7 separate regions of the Mus musculus genome follow, and all the other regions are linked to region 4. A link is a contact called in public Hi-C, HiChIP or PLAC-seq and promoter capture Hi-C data. All regions are on one chromosome and are shown on one strand. The core of a region is the stretch at or near the end of the contact, and the rest is flanking DNA. Distances in the headings are between cores, read along the strand shown.

Region 1 (4,004 bases), core at 84-2,583, 540 kb after region 4:
AAATTAGCATGAGGAGCAGGAAGGCAGACTTAATTCATAGAAAGAATATGAAAAGCCAACCAAAGAGCAAACATCTAACACTCAATGGGCCTCACTCCGCTAGGCACACTTCGAGCCTGCGAACGCATATAAACCTATACTTTACTTTTGTAACGCTTCTCTTGATGAGAATGAACCTCCCGAAGAAAATGTTAAAAAAACACAGGTGAGAGGCAGAGATGCACTGCATTCCCCCTGCCTTCCACGCTATGGCTGTGAACTTCAGTGGCCGAAGAGAGCTGGTCTCCCAGAGCAGCTCTTGGGGGTGGACTCTGATCACAAGCGATTTTAGAAAGTCCATCTACCAAATACTACTGTAGTCTCTTATTACTGCAGCTCCCTTCCTGATCCAACGAAACTTCAGACTTTACAATGAGCAGCGCTGGAAGTCTGGCATGTGGTAGAAGAGTACGTTCAGTCACACGGAATTTTCACTCTGTAACATCAGCCATTCCCAATACACAGCAAACACCCGCTTATGTAGAAAATGGCCATAGTATCTAATTTCTCCCAAGACAGGGCATGTTAGATGCATACATTCAGGTCATTAGGCTTGGTGACTTTACACTGAGCCACCTCATAAGCTAGCCCTGGATGGAGCTCCTTAAGTTCCCAGTCCTTGGACGGGATAAGAGAAGTACACAGCTTCCATAGATCCTTTTCCTAGACTTTAACGTGCACACTGCAGACAGTCACACTTCGGTCAAGAATAAGCCTTGCACATCCGGACCTTCCACTTGGAAAGGGTGGAGCGCACGCTGCACAGTAACGCTTTGGAAATGTTATAACCCTTTACTTTCCGCTCGCCCAAACCCCTACTGAATTTGCTCAAGGTGAACTCAGGTCTCTGCGGAGCCACGACTGCACCCGGGCTCGGTGTTTGCATTCCTGCCGTCGGGCCACGGCTCTCACCTGAATAGGTCGTAGCCGGCAGCGCGCGCGGACCCGCGGGTGGGCGCCGTGGCGTGCTCCGAGAGCCGCACGAAGCGCAGAGAAGCGCCATCCTCCGCTCGAGCCCTCTTGGAGGCAGAGACGGCCGCGGCATCTTCCGAGCAGGGCATGGCGGCGGGCGTGGAAAAAGCAGAAAGCAATGAGCGTGCGAGAGCCTACCCGCCGAAAATCTCCCGCCTGGACGAGCCCACCGCGCAGGACAGGGGACGCGGCCTTCCGCAAAGGGCTCGAGCGCGGCCTAGAGGAGGCACCGACCTCGCCAGGCTCCCCTCCTCGGGGTCCGCAATGGACTCGTCCCCGCGCTGCAGGCCAGGCCCTGGCTCACCGTTACCTGCTCAGACCAGGGCTCCCTCCAAGCGCGCTCCCGCTCCAACTCCCCCACTAGCGCGCTCTCTCGAACTGCCCTAATCCTCCCCACCCCGTGCGCGCTCCCGCCCCTGCCCCCCACCCCCTCACCAGCGCGCGCGCTCCCGGCCGGAGCTCCTCGGCTTCCTCGGCAGCTCCGGCTCCGCGCCGACCCGAGCGCACGCCCGCGGAGCAGAGCGGCCTGCAGGCGGGCGCGCAGCAGCACGCTTAGGAGAGGCATGGCGCTGGAGGCCCTGCAGGCCCTGAGGCCGCTGCCCCGCCCCGCGCTCCGCCTAGCGGCCCTCCTACGTGCTTTTCCTCGCCCTGACCTGAACAGATCTTTTGCCTTCCACCACCGGACCTGCAGGGCATTTTAAAATTCCTTGACCTCAGCCAAAGCAACAAGGAGCCAACCCCCACCCCCACCCCCACCCCCACCCCCACCCCCACCCCCTCGCCGGTAGTTGGGAGTCAAACTTTTTTTTTCCAGAGAGGATAATTAAAGATCTTTCTGGAGTCTCCGGTTTTATCTGGACTATACCATAAACACGTGGAACTCAAGTTGTGGTGCACTTCGATTTTCAAGATAAATAGAAGGCCCAAGGCACTTTTATAGAAATACCGACTATACATATTGGGGCGATTGGTTCCCCTGATGGGTGTGCAATACACTACACTTCTTGAAGCTCTTTTAAAGCATCTGTTATTGTGCAGTCCCACGATGTGTCTGTGTGTCTTGCAGGTCATTGCCAGTGCGAGGTTATCTTCTCCTTGTTCCTTCCACCTTTAGGTGGGTTTAGGGTTAGACCTGTGGTGGCCAGGCTCTTTACTCTCAGAATGTTTTTATTTACATTTCTTCTTATTACAGTCTGCACATGCATGTATTTTCTTGCCTAATGTCTACTTGTTGGTTAGATTCAAAGTCCATGAGGGAAATTGATCCAGCCTTTGTATTCTTGGAGTCTAACCGTGAGTTTCAAAAGCCCTCACAGGTGCGCCTGCCCCCCCCTCTTCCCTTCCCCCCTCCCTTTTCTCTTCTCCCCCTCCCCTTCTCCCTCCCCACTCTCCCTCTCCCTTCTACTGCTTCAGCACCATGCCCGCCTGCTCCACACCATGATAATGGACTAACCCTCTGAAACGGTAAGAAAGCCCCCAGTTAAATGCTGTCTTTATAGAGTTGCCTTGGTCATGGTGTCTCTTCACAGCAGTAGAACACTAAGACAGATGGTGATCGCATTGTTTAGTAAGGAGGGCTCCTGTGCATTATTTCTTCTCAGAAATCTTAATATTGGTGCTTAATCCTTTAAAACAAGATTATTGTTGGGCCTGGAGAGATGGTTCAGCTGTTAAGAGCACTCAGTGTTCCTGTATCAGACCCAGTTTGGTTAGCAACACCCACATTGGTGATTCACAACTGCCTGTGACTCAAGCTCCAGGAGACCCAACTATGTCCTCTGGCTTTGGAGGGCACCTTATACACACAAACAATCATGTCCACGGGAACAGATAGATAAACATATATTCTCTTCAGTTTTGCATATAAATGTGTATATGCTTTGACCACAATTCTCCAGTTCTTAACTGCTTACCCCATTTTCCTGACACCAAACCACTTCTTTCCATATAGTACCTCTCCTGGTGTTTCGTTTTGTTTATTGCAGGATATGTCATCACACTATGAACCCACAGATTGTGTTATTTACTGGACAGACCTGTTTCTAGTTGTGGTGTGGTCTAGCACAGACCTTTCATCCAAGAGCTTTCTGTTCATTGTAAACAGGATTAAGTGAAGTCAACCAGAGGTCAAGAGGCAGAGCAAGCAACAAGTTGACAGGAAGTGAACACAGGGGAAAAAAGTTCAGAGTAAGAGGATGTCAGGAAGATGGATAGAGAGACAAACAGGAATTTAAGGGAGGGACATTCAGCTTGAACAGTTTTTGAGATGGTGTGGAGAACTTCCTTTTGGGGACTTAGAAGGTCAGTTGGGTGCTTCCACTGCCCCTCTGAGCTAGTAGTCTTTCACTCCAACATCTGGCTCCCAAGTCGTCTTTGGTAAAATTGAATGATTGAGATTTTGTTAAAAACGTTTGTTTGCTTGTTTGAGTTTTCTCTTTTGAACCCACAGCATTTAACTAGACTTGCCTCCCTGAAGCTGGGTGGGCAACCATTATGTCTGTAGCTTCTCAGGGAGAGAGGCGGGGCTCTCTCTGCCCTTGGTTTTCACTTTCTCAATTCATTGTTTTCCAGACAGGATCTCATGTAAGACCCACACTGGGCTTGAAAAGGATGACTTTAGACTTCTCATTCTCCTGCCTCAGCCCCTATAGGGGTGGGTTACAGATGTGAGCCACCATGCCTGATTTTGTCAGGGCCTGAGGGTAGAGCCCAGGGCTTCATGCATTCTAGGCAAGTACTTTATGAACTATTCTATATTCCCCAGCTCCCTCGTTCCTCTATTTTAATTGAAGACGTTTCCTCCCTATATTGTTATTCAAATATAAGAATCAGGCATGTTGTATTCCCTAAACTTCTGCACACACCCACTCCAAGTCTCACTCCTGAGGGGCAATACTCCCAACATTCTGGGCTTTTTGTGCTGGAATTTACTTGCATGTTTCTAGATTGTGTGATGATATTTCTTTTTAAAGAATATAGAGTTCACCTTTTGA
Region 2 (3,642 bases), core at 29-2,528, 580 kb before region 4:
GTTATCCCGAGTAAACTGTTTTAGTAGGTCAGGTTTCTTCTCATAAATTGTAACACTCTAAAGCATTACATTTTGACTTCTGATGTGCATTTTGGTGCACACAGTTCCCTGTTTTCAGGGGGTTGATCGCTCTCTGAGCCGGTCCCCGATTTCTGATCGACGATAAAGGATCGACGTCTTTAACAGTCTGTGGGGCAATGAACTGGAAGCTTGAACTAAAAAGTTCACTCACTTCCTTTCTTCCTCACTCTCTGAAGGGCGGTGCTGTCTCCTTCATTACTCTCTGGTGGCATATCTTACTCCAACCTAGAGATAGCCTGTGGCTGGCTGTATATGTAAAGCCATTTGTTTTGATAACCAAGAACTAGGAATTTGGAGTCCTGGATCTGCCCCGGACTAATCAAGTGGCCTAAAGTCAGATAGCTAATCTGTCAGAGGCAGACCCAAGTTTCCAAGGAACAAGCAAGCTCAAAGCTCTGGCCTTTTACCAAAGTCCAAATTATTTTCCTTTAAACATAATGTCATAATTTAAATCTATTTCCTAACAGATCTCTTTTACTTCCTGCATCTAGAGTGCCAGGAAAGGACTGAGGAAAATGGCTCATCCCTCGCACCCCCTCTCTCCTTTGCAGGCTGAATGCATGGCTGAGCACAGCGCTCCCTCCCTCCGCTGTAGTGTGTTCAGATGGTATGGGCTGTGAGTGCTCTAGTCAACTCAACCCTGCCTATGGTTCTGCATTACAGCATTGTACTAAACTGCCCTCATTACAAAGCCTAGAAGGCAGAGCCCTTCTTTTCACATCTGTTTGTATTCTGAGGTCCAGTAGAATGTCGGATGCCCACACACTGTCCATCTTCACCGAAAGGTACTATGTGTAGCTTTCTTCCTTCCTGATGAATTGCATTTGCAAGAACCAGCTTGTGTTTGGAGAGCTGAGTTCCAGGAAGTAAGAGAAAGGACAGCTATGAACACCCACCCAGGTCTTACAGTGCACTCATTCCAGTCTGGCAGGGAGTGAAGGCCTTGGAGGGTGGGGGGAGCATTAGCAATTTTAGCAGAGCATAAAAATTGTTCTTTTTCTGCCTGGAAAGGGACTTGTGTCACATGTTAGGGAGACATTGTTGGGGAAAGCTCCTAAATAAGTAGAATTTCAGCCAGTGTGTTCATGAACTTCACCCTCCCTTGGAATGTTTTCGTTTTGCAAGGGGGAAATAGAGGTTGAGTCATTTACACAGCAAATGGGAGCCTCACCAAACAGGAAACCCTGGGAGATGTTTTTTTTTTGCTTCAGTGCCTTCTCAAAGCCCAGTTTATGAGATCTGCAGTGCCGTCAGAGACACACATTCATGTCTGGTATCATTTCTCCCATTCATCAGATGGCGCTGCCAGTTTTCATGACCATGATGAGCGTTCATTGGGTTGCTTATCTACCGAGGACATTGGAGCCTTCTGCTTGCAACAGTAATCCTCTGTGCCTGCTCTGTCTCCTTCCCCACAGTGCATTTCAAACAGCCTTCTAACCTTACACATCCTTTTGTTTGTTTCTGCAAACTGCCTGCTAACTGTCTGATATCATCCTTGGAACCAAGGCTGAGTGACAAGTCTAAGTGCAGGCACGATTTTGGTCCCGGACAGCAGAGGGCAGTGTTGAGCCAGGAAACAAGGTGACCTGCCTTTGCTTCTGGGTCTGCTTTTGTAGTTCATACATAAACTCTTGGTGATGCATTTTTATATGCATCACTGTATGTTAAATAACTCAAAAGCTGAAGGCATAATGCTTGTTTTAATATGACCATTCTCTCCCATCAGAGGATCTTCAGCATAAACTCATTGTAATAAATGCTTTCCACACTGGGCAGGACATCAAGAAGACAGTTCATTTTGCCATAAGTCGAAACATCTGCTAACCTATTCTTCACTTTCTGTTTTCTTCTGGAATTCATCTATACATGTAGTGGTATATTCACATGCAGGGGCTGGCTTGGGCATCCTTCTGCAGGGGACATCTGCCGGTATTCCTATGATGGAAGCTACTGTGGTCATGCCAACAGACCTGTTATTTATAACCTGGTCACCCACAGGTCTTCTGGGTGGGAATTTACCTTCCTATTAAAGACATTATCACATTTTTTAGGAGAACAGTAGAATGCCAGTTCTAATGGGCTTATGTCATCATATAAGCTACTGATTAGGTCTTTAGCATTGCGAGGAATTTCTATTTGTAAAAACCCCATGTTTGGAGTTTGGAGTTTCTCACAAGGTCATTGTTATCATTTAAACTTATGAGGATTTTATTTTTACTTAAAATATTTTTCTTTTATTTTATAATAATAAATGGCATCATGAATCTCTTTCAAAGTTAAACAAAATGTGTTTATAAGTGGACTATTGTTTTCAGCCAGGTTATATAATGATGAGCGCATGCGCGCGCGCGCGCGCGCGCACACACACACACACACACACACACACACACACACACACACACACGTATGTACGTACGTCAGGAAGAAAGGGAGAGGGAAAAATGGAGAAAAGGAAAGAGAGAGGGAAGGAGGGGAGTGCTCTGTAATGAGAAGGTTTCATTCATCGCCTTTAGTTTTTGTTTAGCATATTGAAAAACACCGTTTTTCCAGAGAGTGGTTCTTTATACACCAAAGCTATCAAGATTCCTTGGTTAAAGCCAGTTTTTAGGTAGTGTAAAATGTTTGAGGTAGTTCTGTTTTCTCTGTGTTTAGCTGCCTAGTTCCTTGTGCTCCCCCAGCCCCTGCAGGATTGACATGCACTGCTGTCTGGCCTTCCCTCTGCTTGGTGGCCTAATACCTGGGCCTTACGCTGAAGAGTGGTAGCATGAGTTCATTTCCAGGCCGGCCTCTTGGTTCAGTTATAGACAAGCTCTGTGTGCTTTGTTATGCCTTTTTTTAATTCTCTTATTCTTTAAGGAAAGCAAAGGAAAATTTGCTTGGACAAAGCACGAGTTTTTCCAATGGACATGCAGTTTATGACAACAAGCAGCGGTTGGGGTTGGACGCGGGTGCAGGAGAGGCTGTGACAGGAGAATATGCCTTAGTCATAAATGGCCACAGTTTGGTGAGTTTGCCCGAGGCTGTTCTTCTCTTTTTCTTTACTCCAGCAATCATCTCTTTTGTGCTGCCTTAATGAGAGTCTCCTTTGTGTTTTTCAAACAAATGTCACTACAAGAGATAGGGCGTGCACAGGATTTCCTGTTTGCAGAAGGAAAGACTTCCAGTGTGCCTTTCAGACATCATTGTTTGAAGGATCGCACTGGATGTGAGGCTCTGGAGAAACAGTTCGCAGGGAGTCTATGAGTTCTGCCTAAACGGTTACTTCCGTTGCTTCGCAGAACGGTTTAAACGCTTTTGGAAGACGGTGGGGGATGGCGCAGATCAGTTTTTCAGTTACCGTTCTTGCGAAGGTTTGTGATTTGCGAGTCATAACCTGACCTTCACAGAATTACCACGCCAAATCATTGCCATTAAGATACCTCTGGTGGTTTTTCTAAATAGCAACGTTCTGCAGCAAAGCCAAACGATTTGATTTCATTAGGAAATCTGGCTCTTGTCATAATAGAATAAACTTGCATTGTACTTCTAACGCAGTTCAGGTTCCAAGCCCCAAACAAA
Region 3 (3,668 bases), core at 174-2,673, 620 kb before region 4:
TCTCCTGTTTTATGCATAAATATTTATAATGAAGTTTAACTTACAAATCAGGCACAGTAATAGATTAACAATAAAGTGAACAAATGTAAAAATTATAATCGCATAGTACAGTAAAAGTTATATAACATGGCTTTCTTGTTTCAAGGTATTACATTGTTCTGTGTGTACCCTTGTGTCTTAGTCAGGGTTTCTATTCCTGCACAAACATCATGACCAAGAAGCAAGCTGGGGAGGAAAGGGTTTATTTAGCTTACACTTCCATACTGCTATTCATCACCAAAGGAAGTCAGGACTGGAACTCAAACAGGTCAGGAAGCAGGAGCTGATGCAGAGGCTATGGAGGGATGTTATTTACTGGCTTGCTTCCCCTGGCTTGCTCAGCTTGCTTTCTTATAGAACCCAAGACTACCTACCAGCTCATGGATGGCACTACCCACAATGGGCCTTCCCCACTTGATCACTAATTGAGAAAGTGCCTTACAGCTGTATCTCATGGAGGCATTTTCTCAACTGAAGCTCCTTTCTCTGTGATAACTCCAGCTTGTGTCAAGTTGACACAAAACCAACCAGTATACCCTGCTTTGATATATGATGATATAATGTCAGAAGGATAGGATGAAGTGTGGTTGATGACTTAAGCATTGTGATAACATTACCTGGACACAGACACTTCAGTGCCCTACTAATAGATCTGGTAGCTAAGATGGCTGCTATGTGGATAGTGTATGCTGAGGAATGTATCAGCTAAGGGTCTATCACATCTCAGGTGTGGTAGATCCAGGCAGAGCAGGATAGGATGGGGTAACAGTTCACCCTTTGGGAGCATTACACAACTTAAAGCAAAAATTGTTTAATTTTGGAATTTTCCATCAAATATGTTTTGGATACAGTTAATTGTGGGTAACTGAAACTATAGGAAGTGAACCTTCAGTAAGGGGAGATTATTGCGTAATACCATAGTGAAGGCCAGGTTTGCATTGCCTGTAACAGATGCTGGGATTCTGGTTATTGTGTGTGTGTGTGTGTGTGTGTGTGTGTGTGTGTGTGTGTGTGTGTGTGAGTTGGGTTAGTCACTTAATCTTGCAAGCCATAATTTCCTAATTGGTGAAGTTAGAGACTAGAGGGCTAGAACCTACTCACTTGACACGGTCTGCCTGTTTAGGACAGGTTGGATGATGGGTCTGAACTGTTATTAGTCCTAACACCTCCCCATGTAAAGGAATAAGGAAACAGTAAGCTACTCTGCAAAAACCCGAGCCAGAGTGGCTAGTTAGGGATGCAGGGAGAGGGGCAGAAAAGTAAAACACACATTAAAATATATAAACACATGCAGAATTAAGATCTGTTCATCTTTCTCTCATAGGGTTTTATGTTAGTCATTGTGTGGTTTTAGTTTAGGGGAAACTCAGAGATGACCTGGTCTCATGTTACTCTGAGAGGGAAGTATTGTGCCCAGCCTTTAGAACTAGATGCACAGCATTCAGAATTCTCACACACCATCTAGCCCTCTTCCTGTAAAGATAAGAAATCCTACTCAGATCAGAAATAAATTGTAGGTCGGTGCTATTATTGGTGCAATTTTATGTTCTTTCAAATGCTCTTATTAATATACAAAGACATGAATTGAAGTTCAATGAGTAAAGACAGGACTAATTAAACTAAAACAAACCAATTCAGAAAAAAATCATGCATACAAGTGATTATAAACCTAGGCATCCAAAATGATATACACCCCTGATAGAATTCAGCTAAGTATCTGATAATGTGAGACACACACACACACATACACACACACACACACACACACACACACACACACACACACACACACAGGACTTTAAAGTTTTTTTTTTTTAGATCAGCAATAATTAAAAAACCTAGCCTATCAATAACAAACATGATGTCCAGGAACAAATCTGTCCTGCTGTGGTATGGAACTATATAAAAATAAAGCAAAACTGAATATGTTACAATATAATACCTTTAAAATGGGATTTCTGGGAAAAAACCATATTCTTATCATTGAGGCTGCCCTTAATTTTATGAAATACAGTTTTTTTCCAAGCAGTTAATACAATAGAAGCCTAAGAAAATCCCTTAATAAATTTCTATGAAAACTGATACCTCACATTGCAATAATCTTTTGGGCACCCCATTTGGCATCATAGATGACAGACATTTGGACTTAGTCCTTTGGCCACAGACTTCCCCTTTCTGGAGTTTGAATGTATAATCCATTACTGCACAAAGACTGCACTCTTCCTAGTAGACGGACAGTGACAAACTGTTTTTAGCCAGGATTGATCACGGTTTGTTTACTGCTTAGTGGAGACTTATTGCTGACTTCTTTTGAAAGTAAAACCAGATCAATGTCTCAGGACACATTTCTTCCAACTAGATATATGCCAAATATCTTCCAACTAGATATATGCCAAATATCTTCCAACTAGATATATGCCAAATATCTTCCAACTAGATATATGCCAAATATCTTCAGTAAGGAACCATTTACTCTGCGATGCAGATTGAGTTTCAAGTGAATGTGCCACAGAAAACACTCTACTGGGCTTTTTTAATAGAGAGAACCGCAGGCCCTTGCCTGAGGCTTTCTGATGAGCCAGCCATATCACTTTATGATGCTGAAAGGAAATACCTTGGGCACCAAGGTTTATGGGCAGATTTTCAGTGGAGGCATTTCTGAAGATTGCTAGGACCTAAGGACAAAGCACTTATATATTTTTGTTTTTAAAAGTCTTGAGGATTTTGGCAAAGCTTTGCGTGTTCATGTATTGACAGGTTCTCTCTGTCCTTTCTTCTTCTCTTTCATGTTAATGGACCACAGTGTGGAAGTAATCCGTCTGGGACACAGTTATTTTATAAACTGGGACCGGAAGATGTATTATGCTTCGAAAGCAATGCCTGCTGAAGCCCGGACGACCACTCTAAATGAGGAACTGGGCCAGATCGAATATATCTTCTCTGACAAAACAGGAACTCTCACCCAAAACATCATGACTTTTAAAAAATGTTCCATTAATGGAAGAGTCTACGGTAAGGGAATAGTTTCTCTTAATGATACCAAATAAATAAGTAAATAAGTAAATAAATAAATAAAAAAACATCATTCAAAACTAATATCCCCTTGCCCCCCCTTACCAAACCATCATGGCTTTCTTGTTAAGCATTGCTATGATACTTGACAGATAATGGACACCCATAAACTAGTTATTGCACACATTTGAAAGAATCTGATGAAACTTAGCATCTGTTGCCATCCATGGTAGACTGTTCCCTTTGATACCCTGTTCTGTGGATTTGTTCTGTAACTGCTCTGGAGGCCAAATTCCCTGGTTGTGCCCTAGGCAGTGTGATTTATCTTGTTAAGCCAATGTCTTTTGCTTCCTCCTCTATTCCCTGTGGGATCAATGTTAATATATGTGTTTTTGAGGATTTAGTATTTCCTGAAATGCACATTTCCTAGGGCACCTTCACCACTAATTTCCCCTTTGGATTCTTCTGTATGGATAAAGAATTTGTATTTGGGGATCCAAGCATCCTTTTTGCTCCTGGTCCATCTCAAGCTGGCATTGCCTAGCTAGCAGACAATTTCTTCTGTAGAAAACAGGGAGGCCTGGTGGGACCTTTGGGATAGTCCTCTGGATCTCTTA
Region 4 (3,775 bases), core at 420-2,919:
ACTTAGCACTGTGAATATATTAACATGTGTTGCTAAATGAAAGAAGTCATTTGTATCACATGTAAAATAGTTCTTTAAATTTCTTTGTTTTATCCATAGATTTATTATTCTCTTCTTTTTTTTATTATTTTCTTCTAATAGCCAACAGCATTCTCCCTTTTAGGATTACATTACATTAATATGGCACTGTGACACTTCTTGTTTCTACAGTTCTTACACTTTACCTAAATATTGGACTTAGAATATTCTCATCAAGAACAATTTCAGTCGCAAAAAATCATACAATATGGAACGATATTTAGAGACTCTGTATTTACATTTCCTCTTACAGATCCTTCAAAGAAGGGGAAAACCTCAAATACCGTACTGCATTAATGACTTTTTAACTCAGGCTGGGTGTCTTGCAGCTAAAGACCACCGGTAGGGGCACAGCTCATCTCATCTTGCTGTCAGAAAGGAGGGTGAGCCGCTGTGGCTTATGTAACTGCCCTGTATAAATAGCTTTGCTTTGTGGATCAGCCTTAAATTTCTTCTGCAGCCATTGAATCCTGAGCAAGGGTTTGTAATAGACTCTAAGGAATCTGACATTACACAGCTCACACATTTTCAACACAAATGCATGTGCAACTGAAATAAAAGTGTGCATACAGTGGAAAAACAAAACCAAATGCACGAAACTCTCATGTACAGGCATAAGTGTTTCTCCATCATGTGGTTTGCAGACCAGCCTTCATATGTCCTGTAGACAAAATGCATTCATTTAAGCTGGCAGAAATACAGCTTCCACACTAACATAGCCAGGATCTTTACAGACCACTCTCTCCTTACAGACTTGGATTAACTGAAAAGGCTTTATGAACATCTCCCAAAGCGTGATGACGAAGCAGATTTCTTAGATATCCTTTTCCCTTTTCCAGACATAGATCCCCTGGCCAGTGACCCTAACAGCAGCCAACTCTACTCTCTTTCTTCACTGAAGTATATATAATTCAGCTGACCGACGTTATCAAGCCAGAACTCTTGTGGAGAGCTTGTGTGTGTTGGAGGCTGTCTAACTCCCCAGAGGGAATCTACCAGTAGGGTTTAGTTTCAAGGCAAACTCTAGTCTTTAAGGAGCTGATGACCTGGAGATTAAAAGGAACAATTCTTAACCATATGGGGAAAGCAGAGGAGAAGATAATCTCTTCTTGGGTAGTTATGCAGGTTTTGGGTAAAAATAGGGTTCGAAATGGGCAAAATCAGCCTGGAGTTGAGGCTAGATGTGAGTCTGGAACCGGGACAATAACATTAATTAATCATTATTTGTGGAGATTTTTTAACAGGGCTTCTTACCTATGGCTGCTACTCTGTGTATGCAATTTATTTGTGCAATTTTCAAAGGGCAAGATTGTTCGTTCTTTTCATTCTTTTAGAGTACTGACAGGATCACAGGACTAGTGAGCAGCTACAAGCTCTTCCAATATCCTGAGTAGGTTTTGCCTTCTGAGCAGTCTCTGAGGTCCCGGCAAAGTGAACACATGCGTCCTGAGTTCCAGGCAGCCCAACCTGCCTAGGTGGGAGTGGGAGGAGTAACCCAACCAGGCAGTGCCCCTGGCCTTGGCTGCCCGCTAGCCACCCCCCTCCCCCCGCCCCCGTCGCTCCTCGGCCATCCCCGCCCCTGCGTATCTCCATTTCCTACTGCGCCTCCGCCCTTTCGGTCCCGCTCGGCTTCCGTCCCAGATGATCCCTCCCCGGGGCGGCCGCCGCCTCCCCCGCCTTGAGCTGGAGCCGCCTCCCCAGCCAGTGGCGTAGCCGAGTCGGCGTCCGGCCGGCTGTGCGGAGTGGACCGAGCCCGGCGGGACCGAGCGGGGGGCCATGGAGAAAGCGGCCCGCGGCGCTGCGCACACCGACTAGAGCCGGCGCCTGTCGCCGGCGCCATGGACCGAGCGCCGGCCGAGCAGGTACGCAAGCGCCCGGGCTGCTCTCGGGCCTCCGGGCCGGCAGGCCGCCGAAGCTGAAAGGCCGGGGGAGGTGGACCGGCGGAGCTCAGCGGCGACAGCGTTGCCCTTGCAGCAGTCTGGAGTGTATTTCTTTTATGAAGAGACTACCGTGGTTTACCCTTGTTTTCCTGTCTAGTTACTTTGCAAATAATTATTCTTTTAAAATGGAGCAAGAGTTCAAGTTGAGTCCATATTCGTATTCGCACAGTAGTTCCATTAGTGGTCTGTTAGTGTTTTGATTGCATCGAATTCTTTCTGGAAGAGTTGGGAGGAAGGGCTAATGGCAGGGTGAAAAATAACTTAGAAGAATAGTGTCATGCTTCCTCCTCCTCCCCAGTATTTTACAGCTTCCCTGGAAACGACTTAATTTGACTGAGTGTGATTTTTGTTCGCTGTCAATTTCCCTCTACCAGGACCTTGGTCAGTTAGTCACATAGTTGAAAGGAGAACACTGGTGACTTGCCTGTTAGTTTTGCGAATAGTTAATTAACTCGAGTAAATGAGATACCATCTCCCAAGTTTCTGTTTATACATAGTTAACGACAGTTTTGGTTTTGAATCGCACACTTTTCAAGCCAAAACACAGCTTTCTAATTTTGAACACTTCGCCGTTTCTGTTGTTGATTCTTGTCGTATTGTCCATTCTATCCTAGACCTCTTATGAAAGATTTCTCCTCTCTCAGCACTTTCCACAGGACCTTACCACACAGATTTAAAAAGGAAAGCAAATCTTCCAGAGATTAGAAGTTTATTTTTATTAAAGAACACCAATTACCAAGAGAAAATTGATGTGGGACCACTTGGAAAATACACACTTCACTGTGGCCCGGAGTATTATGTTACAGTATGTAGTGAATTTATTAAAACATTGTTTTTGAGAGTAATTCTGAAAAAGGAACCTGAGATTTCCAGCCTTGACGAAGGAAAAGGAAATTTCCTTGCGCGTGTGTCTCTAATGAAAGGGTGGGATGTTTTTGTCCGTCCTGGGCACTCTGGAAGCACTAATGCATATGTATACTCACTTATGTCTCCTTTCATCTTAGAGGAAATGTAATTACCTGGTTAGATGGTAACATTTAGCATGGCACTCCTCATGTGATTACCCTAAGAGCAAGTGTAGCAGATTATCTAGAGAGTATCCTCTTCTGTCATTCCACAAACTCCACCATGTACTTAAATTCTTGGAAATCTGAGAGCTAGGGAAAAAAAGCCATGCAGAAGGATTTGATAACGAAGGGTTTTTGTTTGTTTGTTTGTTTGTTTAAACCTCCAGTACCTCTTGCCTCAGCTTGGCCTACAGTCAGTACAAAACAGCCTTAGTTAGGTAAAGGCCCTCAAGAACTATTTGTGATATGTGCCAAATTCCCATCCCCTCCCTAGTGTTTTGGTTTTTCCTTTTAAACCATTGTTGGCTTATGTTCAGAATTTCTGAAAATGCCTACAGCATTAGCTGTTGTCGTGCTTAGCAGTTTGCATAAGTCAGTTTTTTATAATTGTACTCAACACAGACTTGTTGTGTTTCAAGTTAGCCTAAGTAATAAATCCTTGGAGGACTGCACAAGAGTAACTTTAAATGTTTGTGTCTGAAGGCCTTCGTGCCATAGGTTTTATAAACCACTCTTTACATAAGCTCTTTATAAAAAGATAAACCTTACATATGTTTATAAGGAGCAGTTCATTGGCAATAGAGTGCTAGATGGATAATCCTAACTACTAACGACTGAAACCATCTTACAGCTGGAATAGCCTCTTGAGTATTCTCTTTTACAAAGACTATTAAGTCAAAACAAGTTCTG
Region 5 (3,592 bases), core at 1,049-3,548, 650 kb before region 4:
GTTGCTTTTAGTCGGGGTTCCTGAATAGGAAACTCCAGGCCTGGCAATTGGAAATCAAACGATTTGTTGTGTCTTCGTTTTAGTGCATCTCTATCTGTTCAAAGTTAGAACTTTCAATCCATTTATACCTGTTTATCAGTAAATTCTGGACAAGAACTAACACACCTCCTTGTCTCACCCTTCCTCCCTCCCTTCCATCTTCCCCCTCTAACTCCTTCCCCCGCTTCTGTTAATTCAAGAGCACAGAATTTGGAGCTGAATTCTAGACCTCCAAATGTTGTAATTCATGTCACAATGAGGTCAGCATGCATTAGGAGAACCTCACAAGCTTGCTGGAAACACATTAGAGTTCTCTGTTACCAACCACCCTTTTCTCATTCTTTTATAAACAAGTTTTTTTTTCCTGTGTGTGTGTGTGTGTATGCATGTGTGTGTGCACACATATGAATGCAGGTGTGCTTGGCTATGCTGGTGGATGCGCTGGAGACACGGAGGAGACACCAAGTGTCCTCTTCTATTCTTCTCTTTCTTCCCTTGAGACACGGTCTTTCACTGGACCCGAGCCTGCCGTCGTTCAGCGAGGCTGCTGGTGTGCACGTCTCAGTGGTCTGCAGCATTGGGACTACAGGGTACTTGGTCCGACCTGGATTCATGGCTGCTAGAGATCTGAACTCAGGTCCTCATGGTTGCAATGCCAGAATTCCTAGGCACTGTTCTTAGACTCTTGTTTTATTTTCAATCATTTTTTTAATTGAAAAATTTGATCACAAAAGCCAAGCAAAACAAAATGATATAACCAGTGCTTAGTGAATGATTTTTCAACATACCCTTGCTTGGTCTGAAATTTTAAAGTTTGAGTTAGTATGTTATCTGTAATCACACCCCCTTTCACTTATGACTTCATTGTGAGCTTTGACCCATGATACACTAGTTTTTAGAATTGGTATGTTGTTCTGAGAGTAAGGATAATGTGCATGACAGCCAAGACGAAGAGCTCTGCAGTCTAGAAAGTCCTGGGAGCTCCCAAAGCGATGCTCACAATCGCCCCACAAATGCATCTTTCCCTCTGTTATGGCTCTGGTATCCCAGCACTCACACACCTGGATGTTCTGAACAGCAGCAGACAAAACAGACATACCGAGCAAAGCATGTCTGAGAAACATTTCTGTTTCTCACAGATGTCATCCTAGAACCCAGGGGCCACCACAGCAGAGTACTAGTCTTGATCAGGGCGGTGGCATTTTTCTAGTCCCACAACTTAATCCTGGAGCATTTTCAAGGATGATGCCAACACTCTAGTCTCAGGCTCTTCAAGTGGGTTGTTGACACTCACCATGACCTCTGATGGCCTCTGCTGGATATAGGGGAGTCCCTTTCCCTTTTCCCTCACAGATTTGCATAGGCAATGAATTGATTAAGTTATGAGAGTGTTTTTTATAAGTTCTTAAGAAATTTCATGGCTGTGGATTGATACTATTCCTCAGTGTTTTCTTTTCTTCTTTAACTTAACGAACATTTACACCCAATGAACCCTGGAGACAATGTATTTGGCTCTGAGGCCTCAAAGATATCCAGTAGATTATTCTCAAGTTTCTTCGGATGGGAATACTGCCTTTAAGCTTCCACTGGGTATCTGCTCGGGTTTTTCTCTTGCCCAGGAAGGCTGGGGGAAAGGTGTTTGTGTTGGAGCATGCTGCATGCTGCTTCCTATGTGGAGTCATAGCTGAATCCTTCCACCAATAACTGATAAAAGAAAAGACTAGGGGATAATGGAAGGTGGCGTTGGCCTGGTCCAGCTAGGCATCTGGACAATCACACTTTCTCTCCCTGTTGTATGTCTCTGCTATGGCCTCTCGGTAGTTTGCTCACACTACTAGCCCACCACCTCTGACAAAAGCTTGACCAAGGACTAGCAAGGCTATTGCTATAATTCTTTGCCCGTTCCCTTTCAGGATTATTGCAGAGTGCCTTAGAAAGTCTAACTCTAACTGTGTGCTAGATGCCTTTCACAACTTACTCTGCTGGATGGACACCATCAATCTTGTTCTCCCACACACACTCTTTAATGATAACTAAAAAAAGCCTCCAAGGAAGATGTTAGCAGTAGGGAAGAGAAGAGGGTGTGAGTGAGGAGAGGAATGGTCAGCGATATCAAAGGTGACATGAGAGGGTTTAGGAAGAGGTAGGAGGGTAGGTTTCCAGGGAGACAGAGTAGGGAAAGTTAGACAGGAGGGTTAAGGTACTCCCGTGTTCCAGTCTAAGTTGGGTGAGTGCTGGTTAAGAGACCTTAGCCACTAGGTGGCAGTGGAACCTTAGTCGCTTGTCTGAGGTTGAGGTGGCTCTGCCCCTGGTTTACTGCAGAGGAAGCATTAAACACAGCCAGATTCAATATTGAACAGTGACATTGCATTACCATCTACACAGAGCTCTGAGGAAAAGCTACACCAGATACCAACAGGCATCTTTATCCATGCACCATAAAGAGTTCTAATTATGCATTATTACAATAAGGAATTTTAGCTTGTGTTTAAAGTTATCTTTCTATCCTTAAGATGATAGCCGTAGCTCCAAAGGGCATTCACCTTTACCGCTAGCATGCCGTCTGCCAGGACATGGTGAAACTGGAACATATGACCGGAGATCAAGGCGAATCTACCCCCCAGCACAGATTCTTTTTTTTTTTTTGGGTCAGGATTAGGTGAGCGTTAGTGTAAGAGTGGGCCCCAGATGGACATATTCTCTGAGGGGGTTTGCATGGAACACACCGAGGGGCTCACAAAGCAGTTTCTGCCTTGACTGGCTTCTGTGGTGATTCCTTCAGAGCTGAGAGAGTCACCAGGATGCAGGGGCGTTTGTTCCTCTGGGAGCTATCATGGAGCCTTCATTTAAACAACTCTCATTGTCCCCCCCGCCCCCCGTTTTTGATAATTTAAACAACCCAGACAATTAACTGAGTGGGTTGATTTTGAACTTAAAATCTAAGACTTGAAGATAAAGCCATTATAATGTCTTTCTAAATAAAAGATTTTAGAGACTTGGACTGTCAACCTTTCAGATACACGTAGAGGTTTGTTAGGCTAAAGTTTCATAAGTTGCTGAAACTTAGGTCAGTTCTTTTTAGATGAATCCTCCAGAATTACATTTATTTTTAAATAAGAATTTTAATTTGAGAAAAAAACAAAACCAGCCAGAATTCTAAAAGTGAACTGTGATGTATTTTCTTCCTCCCCCTTTTGACATCTTTAGATGTTTTATTCAGTAAAATGTAGCAGAATTTTGGATCTTATTTTAGTATTTTTTGGAGTCTAACTGGGACATATTACCTTCAAAACTTGGTTTTATAGCACTGGTCACCACTGCTCTTTTTTTGTTTTGTTTTGTTTTCCCAATATAACATTTCTATTGATTCCCTGGAAATTTCACATCACGCACACTGATCAAACTCATTTCTCAGTCCTTCCACCCTTATGATCTCCCTTCAGGGAGGTAAAATAAAAAAAGTAAAAATAAAAATGAATAGAACCCCCTTAAGCCCAATTTGCGTTATCTGTGAACTCACTGGAGCATGGTCAAACTGTGACACCTGCCTCTC
Region 6 (3,544 bases), core at 829-3,328, 540 kb before region 4:
TAAAAGGGAACAGCAGATCGCTGAGTGGACTGGGAATGCAGAGATAGAAGAACAACAGAAAGAGCGGGGTATATAGAGAAGCCTGGACCAGAGATTAGAATAGATCTCAATGGCTCCTAGGAGACAGGACAAACACAGCAGTGCTGGGCTAGGCTGAGACTCATGGCAGAGAGAAGAGAAGGAGAGGGAGACACATTTTATCATCCCACAAAGAATGATAACATTTGTTTGTAGGGTGAGGGAGGCCAGACCAGTGAGGCCCAGGGCTCTGAGCTTTTCTTACCATCATGTTTCTCACATTCTGGGGCATGTGAGTCACAGAATCCCCGTGTCGGTCCTTTTGAGTTGGTTCTGAGCTGAATCCATCCCATAAACTGATGGGCAATCTGAGGATGCCCATTTTTCTTGTGCTAAGGATAAATGTCATATTTTGCTTAGTGAGCATCCTCAGACCTGAAAATTAGAATGGATCACTTACTTAGGCAAAGCCTCTGGTTTCCACTCACTTTCCTAGGGAGAGGGAAGGCACATTGGGACCTACCCAAGTGATGTTTAGGTCTTATTTATTTATTTATTTATTTATTTATTTATTTATTTATTTGAGAGCTGTTGTTGAACGTTGATGGGTACATATACCCTGTCAGGTTTCGGGACATTACCTAGAAGCAGGAATCTGTTCCTCTGGGTCCTTCTGCACCCCCCCCCCCACAATGTTTTCCTGAGCCTCTGATTTTGGGGCTGTGCTGGAGATGTTGTTTAAAAAGCAACACCTTCATATTTGTAAATTACATACACACAGAGACATATGCAGAGATACACATACAGACATAAACACACACACACACACAGACACACACACAGAGACATACACAGAGATACACATACAGACATAAACACACAGACTCACAGACACAGACAGACAGACATACACAGAGATACACATACAGACATAAACACACAGACTCACAGATACACACAGACACACAGACATACACAGTGATACACATACAGACATAAACACACAGACACACAGACATACACAGTGATACACATACAGACATAAACACACAGACACACAGACATACACAGACACACACACACAGACACACAGACATACACAGAGATACACATACAGACATAAACACAGACACAGACAGACAGAAAAACAGACAGACAGACATAGACACGCACACACACACACATACACACACACCCCAAACCAGAATAAATGAAAAGCTCAGAAGTCTCATGATAAGTTGACCTTCCTTAAGAGGGAGAACATTCTGAGTCTAATTTCTGAAAATTTCTCCTAATTCAGTTACTAGTGACTGCAAGATCTAGAGAGCCTCTAAAAGGGAAAGAGAGGTGAAAGACGGGGTATTGGGACTATAGACATAACATTCTATACAAAAGTATGCTCAAGATCCCGGGCTCTGTTCCCAACACTGTTACTAAAACAAAACAACCCCCTGACCCCCCAACTCACCATATGGCCCATGAAATTGAGTCAGTAATGAATTTTATCGGAATGTTTCTTGTTTACACGAGAACGGGAAAAAATTGATTAGTGTCTAGTGTCCTCTTTGAGGTGGAGAATGTTACGGCTTTAGGCTTAACGTTTCCTTTTGGAGTAAAGACAAAGATTCTCTTGTTGTAGCCGTTCAATTAAGTAACAAAAATGGCTTCCGTTTTACTCGGTGGCTGGGTGTCTGGAGTCTAATGCTTGGGTTCACGGTTGCACTGTGGCGCTCTTTCTCTCCAGATCCGCCGGTGGCAGAAAGCTCAGCGAAAGAAAAGACCCCTGCGAAGCAGAAGGCCTCAGACCCGCAGGTCGAGCTCTAGAAGATCTGGATACGCGTTTGCTCACCAGGAGGGCTACGGAGAGCTCATCACATCTGGAAAAAATATGCGAGCGAAAAGTCCAGCCCCAGCATCGGGGCTGGAAAAGAAGCTTTATAATAACACGAGCTGGATTGAAAATTTATGTAAGAAAACCACAGACGCGGTGAGCGGCTTTAGTCATGATAAGACAGTGAAATTGTGAGTCAAGATAGACTTGACCACAAAGCCGTCTTTTCACCTCATCTGGGGCTGAGCTTAGGCAGCTCAGGGGCCAGGAGCAGGGCAGATCACATTGCTTAACTTAAATCCATGGCCTCCAGCTGCCAACGCCTGTCAGATAGCGATGTTTTCTGCAGGATTCCAGGCCAGATGGGCACTGTCCAATCTGTGATTCTGTAGACCAAGGCCTCATGGGACAAGTACAGATTTTATTAACTTAAACACCAATCCATCCGAATTTTGAATCTTATTTATGGAAAAAAAAAAAAGGCCGTAAATTAGCATCTATGTTGGATGGGTCTTAGGTATGTAAAAGGTATGTTCCAATGATGTGTTTCAACCAAAAACGCATGTCAACAGATACACCACGTACGTGAAGAGTGCCTTTCCCAGATGCAATTGCAGAATTTAAAGTATGTGGTGTGGTGCTCTCAGATCGAGAGTGAGTCTTTCTCTAGACTTGAGCTCCCCTTGCCAGGATAACAAAGCCTTACATGCTCAGAGAATGCATTAAAAAGTCCGTGGGGTTATCTGTTTACAAACAGGGACAAAAGCAACTGAATGTTTCTGCCGAGGGGGCTGCTAACATGGTTAGGTTTATAGAGAGAGTGTTCAGACTGTTCCATGTGGGGACAAAATACAGTGGCTCCTCTAATGTCCCTAATGTGTCAAGGACTTGTGTGACAATGTCAGTAGTAATCCGTTGCATGTTACATGGATGCAGACAGAACCATCAGCGTGGTAGAACACTGCCCTTTATTGACAGTGTTCCATGCAGGCCATGGGCAAATGCTGCTGACAGATCCCATTTAAAAACTTGAAACTTGAAAGTCTCTACAGGCAGTCTCTACTGTTACCATTCACTCAGGCTTAGGCCATTGAGACTCAGTTCCTTTTAGTGTCTAGCTGTCCTGTTTATGGCTCAAACATCTAAATGTATAGATATATAGATGAAGCTGATTTTTAAAATAGACATTGCAGCCCAATTTGGGGATCTGTAGACAACTCACTAGGTTCTGTATTCAAATTGCTGCTGACACCCACTTACCTCCGTGATGGGGAGGTAAGGTGCCTTTCCTGAGACTCCTCTACAAAGTCAGGACGCACTACCTACCTCCCGTGGTTGATGACTATCAAGCACACATTCTCAAACCATCAGAAACACAACTCACATACGAATGTACTCATCAGGCTTTAGCTAACTCATCATCAGAGAAGCAGAGGGGAGAGACTTCAGGACCTGGGATGCCAGTCGCCAGTGGGACTGTCAAAGAAATGAGGTTGCTAAGTATGATAGAAAGCAAATAAAACTGTAGACTGGGGAATAGATTTATCTACAAGGAAATAAACAAAACCAAACAAAACCAACCAACCAACCAACCAACCAACCAAACAAACAAACAAAAAGTCATGTTTTCCAAAAATCAGCAATTAGCTCTCTAGCCTTCCTTCTCTGGGTTCCCAGGCAATTGCTGATCAACCA
Region 7 (3,588 bases), core at 490-2,989, 670 kb before region 4:
TTCTGTACACAGGCTGCAAAGTTGTTATAGTTATTATAACAATTTTCCATCATAGCCAATGACTATGCTGCATAGATAGAATTTTTAAGGGTTGAGTTTCTAAAGGGCAACTATTTCCCCAAATGAGGTGCATCTTGATATAATAGGGTGTTGTAACGCTTTCAAAGTCTGCACATGGAGTTTTTAGTAGTAGACCTATTTTCCTTTAAGGTTTATATAACACAGAGAACTGTGAAAGATCCTTCAAAGCGCCTCTCACACAATATTGAATCCAGGTTTGGTAAAGGAGGTTGACACCACACACCCCTCAGCAAACAAGGTGGGAATCCAGCTCTTTCCCCCTCACAGTTGTCCTCTGGCCTTTTACTCTCCCTTGTCCTCCAGTGTCTGGTGCACAGTGTGTCTGGCCCCATTGTCTTTCCTCAGCATCTGGGGCTCATCATGTGTGTCTCCCCATTGCCCCTCAGTAAGGCTCGAATTGTTCTTGGCTCCAATTGGATCCCATTCCTGTTGTAACCTGATTCTCTTATTATAGACAACAATGGGACTTACTCATGCAGCAGGCCCTATTGTATCTCTCCTTTATAAAAAGTATTAGATTGAGGGTTCAGAAAACCCAAGCCAAAACTCCAGAGATCTTGGGGGGTGGTGAGACTATTAACTTTAGAAATGTAGTCTTGTTTCAATCCAAGCTCAAAGATTGTCTATACTGAAAAGATGTTTTTTGATAGTATTTGGTTGATTGCTCACTTGCATCAAGGCTTCTTCCTAAAAGTTTCTACTATTGGATCGTTCTGCCTTCAGGTCCCTGAGATATGCTTAGTGGGTTAATTTTCTCCATGAATTTTAAATTAGCAGATGAATGGTCTATTATGGATAGAAATGTTGGAATGTTAAGCTTATGAATGAAACACTGAAGTTACTTTTGACCTTGCTTTCTAGATCCAAGTTAATTTATATTTGACACATTCTGTTGTTTTGTGTCCCTTGTCTTTGCCTTTTCTGTTCTATTCCTCTGTGCAACGGTCTTTTCAGATACAATTGTGATTGTATTACTATATTCTACCATGCTGGCAGCCTTTCTAACCTCCAACCTACAGAACTTATGGGTGTGGTCTTATTTAGAATAAAATTGTTTACTTTTGCAGGTATAATTTAGATGTTGAGGTAAGATGACCCTGGATCAGGGTATATACTAGACTCAACCACAGATATCTTGAGATAGAGAAAAGAGGGCAATATGGGGGCGGAGGGAGAGGGACAGGGGAGGAGGAGGAGGAGGAGGAGGAGGAGGAGGAGGAGGAGGAGGAGGAGGAGGAGGAGGAGGAGGGAGCAGGTAGCAGGCATTCGACCTACCTAGCCCCACAAGAAGGGACTCAAGGGCTACTGGAAGCTAGCAGGGAAAGCAGACAGACCTACCCCCTTTTCCTGAGGGATTCCATTCTTGCGCACACCCTGCTAACAGACCATCCTACTCCTTTAAGCCATGTATTCGGAGTGATTCGTTCCCTCAGTCCAGAGAACACTTAAAGCAGGCCAGTGACTTCTAAATTAGACCTAAAGACAAAAGAAGCTTGGAAATGTCCTCGCTGTTGAGATGAGTCGCAGGTGCAATTGACCAGTTACTAAAATAAGGAAGTGCGGGGAGATCCCAGGAGACGGGAACTGAATGTTGCTGGGGGAACGGAATGGACTCCAAAGGACGGAGGAAGAATTGTGCTCCATGCCAGATGGGCAAACTACCAGGTCTGCCTGGCTCTAGACGCTGGCATGGAGGGTAGAGATGGCCCGCGGGGCCTGCACAGACCTTGCCTTCCGAGCAAGGCGTTTTGAATTGGCTGGTTGACAGTTTGTGTTCGCCCCTGGCCCCATCTGGTGTCCTTGTCCCTCCCAGGCATGTGTGTTCAGATTGGCCTCCCCTTCACACTGCTAAATTTAAGGCTTCATTTAGAATCAAATGCTCTCCTGGCCGGCTGCCTGAGGAGTCACATGTGGAATGCTGAGGCACTTAGGCAGGGGGATGAGGCCCTTGCTTTGGGAGAGGGGGTCTGGAAACCATATGAACTGTAAATAGTTTTAGAATATAAAAAATATTAAGTCTTCTGCCAGAAGGAAAGAATTGTTCCCCACTCCCCCTTCCTTGACTTAGTTATTAAGTGTCTGTTGGAAATTACTGGCCCTGATCGCACAGTCTGTTTACTGTCTCTATCAGCCGACAAGGGGCGTCAACTCTTTAAACACTTGCACAGTAGAACTAGGATCTGAGATCATAGAGCCCACACTTAAACTGCTACGTGCCTGATTTTGGAAGGAAATTTGCTTTCTTCCATATAATTTTTCCCACTGAAAGTTTAATGAAACAAATAATACAATATATATGTAAAGATATAAGAAAAAGACAAATTAAAACTAGAAAACAGGACGTGCACTCTTTTTTCCTGTGCCCCAGGATACACAGGTTCTAAGCTGCTTCTGGCCCCAGGGACAGCTCAGTGAGCGTCCTATTTTCTTGGTTGTCATTTTGCTTTTACACCCAACCCTTCATTACAGAGGGAAATTCCAAAAGGCTTTTATTTTCCTTGTGCGTTAGTTCCCTTGGCTGAGGGGCTGCCCTCTTTCTGCTCTCAGCCTGGCAGGGGCAGCCTCTCTTTCTGTTTTGGAGACTAGCTGCTGATTCTTCAATCTTCGCTTTCTTCTTCCTTTCTCTCCGGACTGCAGCATGTCTCTTCTTGCATCTCCTTTTAAGGACGAAGACCAGGGAACTTTGGAGTTGAGAGACAATGAAGGAAAATAGTATTCAACAATCATGGCAGAGAACATTTGAGAACAGTGGCTATTTAAAACTGCAGATTTGAGTGTTTTTGTTTTTCTTTTAAACTTTATTTATTGTAATTTTTTATTTCTAGAAATTAGAATATAACTCCATCAATCTCCCCCTTCCTGTTTCTCCCTCCAATCCCTCCCAGGTACCCACCTATTCTCTCTCAAAGTTATGGCCCCCTTTTCTTTAATTGACTTTAATTTTTAATTAAATTTTATTTTATTTAAAAATTTTATTTATTTTATTAAATATTTTAAGTTTTCTTTATTTTTTAAAAAGATTTTTATTTATTATTATACTTAAGTACACTGTAGCTGTCTTCAGATACACCAGAAGAGGGCATCAGATCTCATTATGAGTGGTTGTGAGACACCACGTGGTTGCTGGGATTTGAACTCAGGACCTTTGGAAGAGCAGTCAGTGCTCTTACCCACTGAGCCATCTCACTAGCCCTTAAGTTTTCTTTAATTTAAATGTAATATATATCATATATGTGTATCATATATTCATATATATATGTATATGCACACACATATGTATTTACCAAATATATAAATATAACCTAATCAGTGCATATAATGTTACTTGTATGTATATCATTTTGGGACTATCTAGTGTTGAATAATCGATAGGGAAACTCTTCCTTGGGAAAGACTTTCTCTTTCTCTTAGGATCTCTTAGTTGCCTATAGCCCCATGTCTAGGGTTGGGGCCCATGAGATTCCTCCCTTCCATGTTAGCATGTTGGCATTGTCTCCATTTAGGCAG

Evidence for each region. Promoter capture Hi-C pulls out the DNA fragments that hold promoters and counts their contacts. A called contact is a pair of places that touch in the nucleus more often than the background predicts. HiChIP or PLAC-seq counts read pairs in DNA pulled down with a chosen protein or histone mark.
Region 1: a contact with region 4 is called in a Hi-C map of muscle stem cells, with 2.2 times the contacts expected there. The contact joins the promoter of Dut here to the promoter of Secisbp2l in region 4. A contact is called at or near these places in 6 of 39 promoter capture datasets (the 3T3-L1 cell line, 3T3-L1-derived adipocytes, the C10 cell line and 2 more), 3 of 484 Hi-C or Micro-C datasets (muscle stem cells, olfactory sensory neurons and uterus) and 3 of 115 datasets of contacts at active chromatin or transcription factors (effector CD8 T cells, embryonic forebrain and pro-B cells).
Region 2: a contact with region 4 is called in a promoter capture Hi-C map of the HPC-7 cell line, with 7 times the contacts expected there. The contact joins the enhancer-like site here to the promoter of Secisbp2l in region 4. A contact is called at or near these places in 16 of 39 promoter capture datasets (the 3T3-L1 cell line, 3T3-L1-derived adipocytes, the C10 cell line and 9 more), 2 of 484 Hi-C or Micro-C datasets (Sertoli cells and embryonic stem cells), 5 of 115 datasets of contacts at active chromatin or transcription factors (astrocytes, embryonic limb bud, fibro-adipogenic progenitors and 2 more) and 1 of 9 other capture datasets (embryonic stem cells).
Region 3: a promoter capture Hi-C map of the HPC-7 cell line shows a contact between it and region 4, with 7 times the contacts expected there. The contact joins the enhancer-like site here to the promoter of Secisbp2l in region 4. A contact is called at or near these places in 7 of 39 promoter capture datasets (the HPC-7 cell line, the SN4741 cell line, cranial neural crest and 4 more) and 4 of 115 datasets of contacts at active chromatin or transcription factors (acute myeloid leukemia, cardiomyocytes, large pre-B cells and 1 more).
Region 5: a promoter capture Hi-C map of the 3T3-L1 cell line shows a contact between it and region 4, with 15 times the contacts expected there. The contact joins the enhancer-like site here to the promoter of Secisbp2l in region 4. A contact is called at or near these places in 16 of 39 promoter capture datasets (the 3T3-L1 cell line, 3T3-L1-derived adipocytes, the C10 cell line and 9 more), 2 of 484 Hi-C or Micro-C datasets (the HPC-7 cell line and palatal mesenchyme) and 6 of 115 datasets of contacts at active chromatin or transcription factors (the SCID.adh cell line, astrocytes, embryonic forebrain and 3 more).
Region 6: a contact with region 4 is called in a promoter capture Hi-C map of the 3T3-L1 cell line, with 4 times the contacts expected there. The contact joins the enhancer-like site here to the promoter of Secisbp2l in region 4. A contact is called at or near these places in 5 of 39 promoter capture datasets (the 3T3-L1 cell line, cranial neural crest, hematopoietic stem and progenitor cells and 2 more) and 1 of 115 datasets of contacts at active chromatin or transcription factors (pancreatic cancer cells).
Region 7: an H3K27ac HiChIP or PLAC-seq map of cardiomyocytes shows a contact between it and region 4, with 5 times the contacts expected there. The contact joins the enhancer-like site here to the promoter of Secisbp2l in region 4. A contact is called at or near these places in 11 of 39 promoter capture datasets (the 3T3-L1 cell line, 3T3-L1-derived adipocytes, the HPC-7 cell line and 8 more) and 6 of 115 datasets of contacts at active chromatin or transcription factors (acute myeloid leukemia, astrocytes, bone marrow-derived macrophages and 3 more).

What each region holds. Positions count from the first base shown.
Region 1 is chr2:125,244,844-125,248,847 of GRCm38.p6, reverse strand. Dut (deoxyuridine triphosphatase) reads right to left here and starts at 1,333. Exons shown (of 6, transcript NM_023595.6): 1 at 952-1,333. The coding sequence starts at 1,100.
Region 2 is chr2:126,361,202-126,364,843 of GRCm38.p6, reverse strand. Atp8b4 (ATPase, class I, type 8B, member 4) reads left to right here. Exons shown (of 28, transcript NM_001080944.3): 21 at 2,941-3,088. Among named protein-coding and RNA genes, the nearest start is that of Atp8b4, 130 kb to the left of the region's middle. Within about 2 kb of position 1,278, at least 63 of the 459 cell types and tissues checked have an H3K27ac peak or open chromatin away from gene starts, as enhancers often do. A contact at or near this core is called in 3T3-L1-derived adipocytes, the HPC-7 cell line and fibro-adipogenic progenitors, where this site is marked.
Region 3 is chr2:126,396,971-126,400,638 of GRCm38.p6, reverse strand. Atp8b4 (ATPase, class I, type 8B, member 4) reads left to right here. Exons shown (of 28, transcript NM_001080944.3): 13 at 2,843-3,051. Among named protein-coding and RNA genes, the nearest start is that of Atp8b4, 93 kb to the left of the region's middle. Within about 2 kb of position 1,423, at least 7 of the 459 cell types and tissues checked have an H3K27ac peak or open chromatin away from gene starts, as enhancers often do. A contact at or near this core is called in the HPC-7 cell line and acute myeloid leukemia, where this site is marked.
Region 4 is chr2:125,780,764-125,784,538 of GRCm38.p6, reverse strand. Secisbp2l (SECIS binding protein 2-like) reads left to right here and starts at 1,669. Exons shown (of 18, transcript NM_177608.3): 1 at 1,669-1,940. The coding sequence starts at 1,917.
Region 5 is chr2:126,428,172-126,431,763 of GRCm38.p6, reverse strand. The region is part of intron 7 of Atp8b4 (ATPase, class I, type 8B, member 4); the gene reads left to right. Among named protein-coding and RNA genes, the nearest start is that of Atp8b4, 62 kb to the left of the region's middle. Within about 2 kb of position 2,298, at least 18 of the 459 cell types and tissues checked have an H3K27ac peak or open chromatin away from gene starts, as enhancers often do.
Region 6 is chr2:126,321,310-126,324,853 of GRCm38.p6, reverse strand. Atp8b4 (ATPase, class I, type 8B, member 4) reads left to right here. Exons shown (of 28, transcript NM_001080944.3): 28 at 1,763-3,544. The coding sequence ends at 2,044. Among named protein-coding and RNA genes, the nearest start is that of Atp8b4, 170 kb to the left of the region's middle. Within about 2 kb of position 2,078, at least 36 of the 459 cell types and tissues checked have an H3K27ac peak or open chromatin away from gene starts, as enhancers often do. A contact at or near this core is called in pancreatic cancer cells, where this site is marked.
Region 7 is chr2:126,449,007-126,452,594 of GRCm38.p6, reverse strand. The region is part of intron 6 of Atp8b4 (ATPase, class I, type 8B, member 4); the gene reads left to right. Among named protein-coding and RNA genes, the nearest start is that of Atp8b4, 41 kb to the left of the region's middle. Within about 2 kb of position 1,739, at least 44 of the 459 cell types and tissues checked have an H3K27ac peak or open chromatin away from gene starts, as enhancers often do. A contact at or near this core is called in cardiomyocytes and stem cell-derived neural progenitor cells, where this site is marked.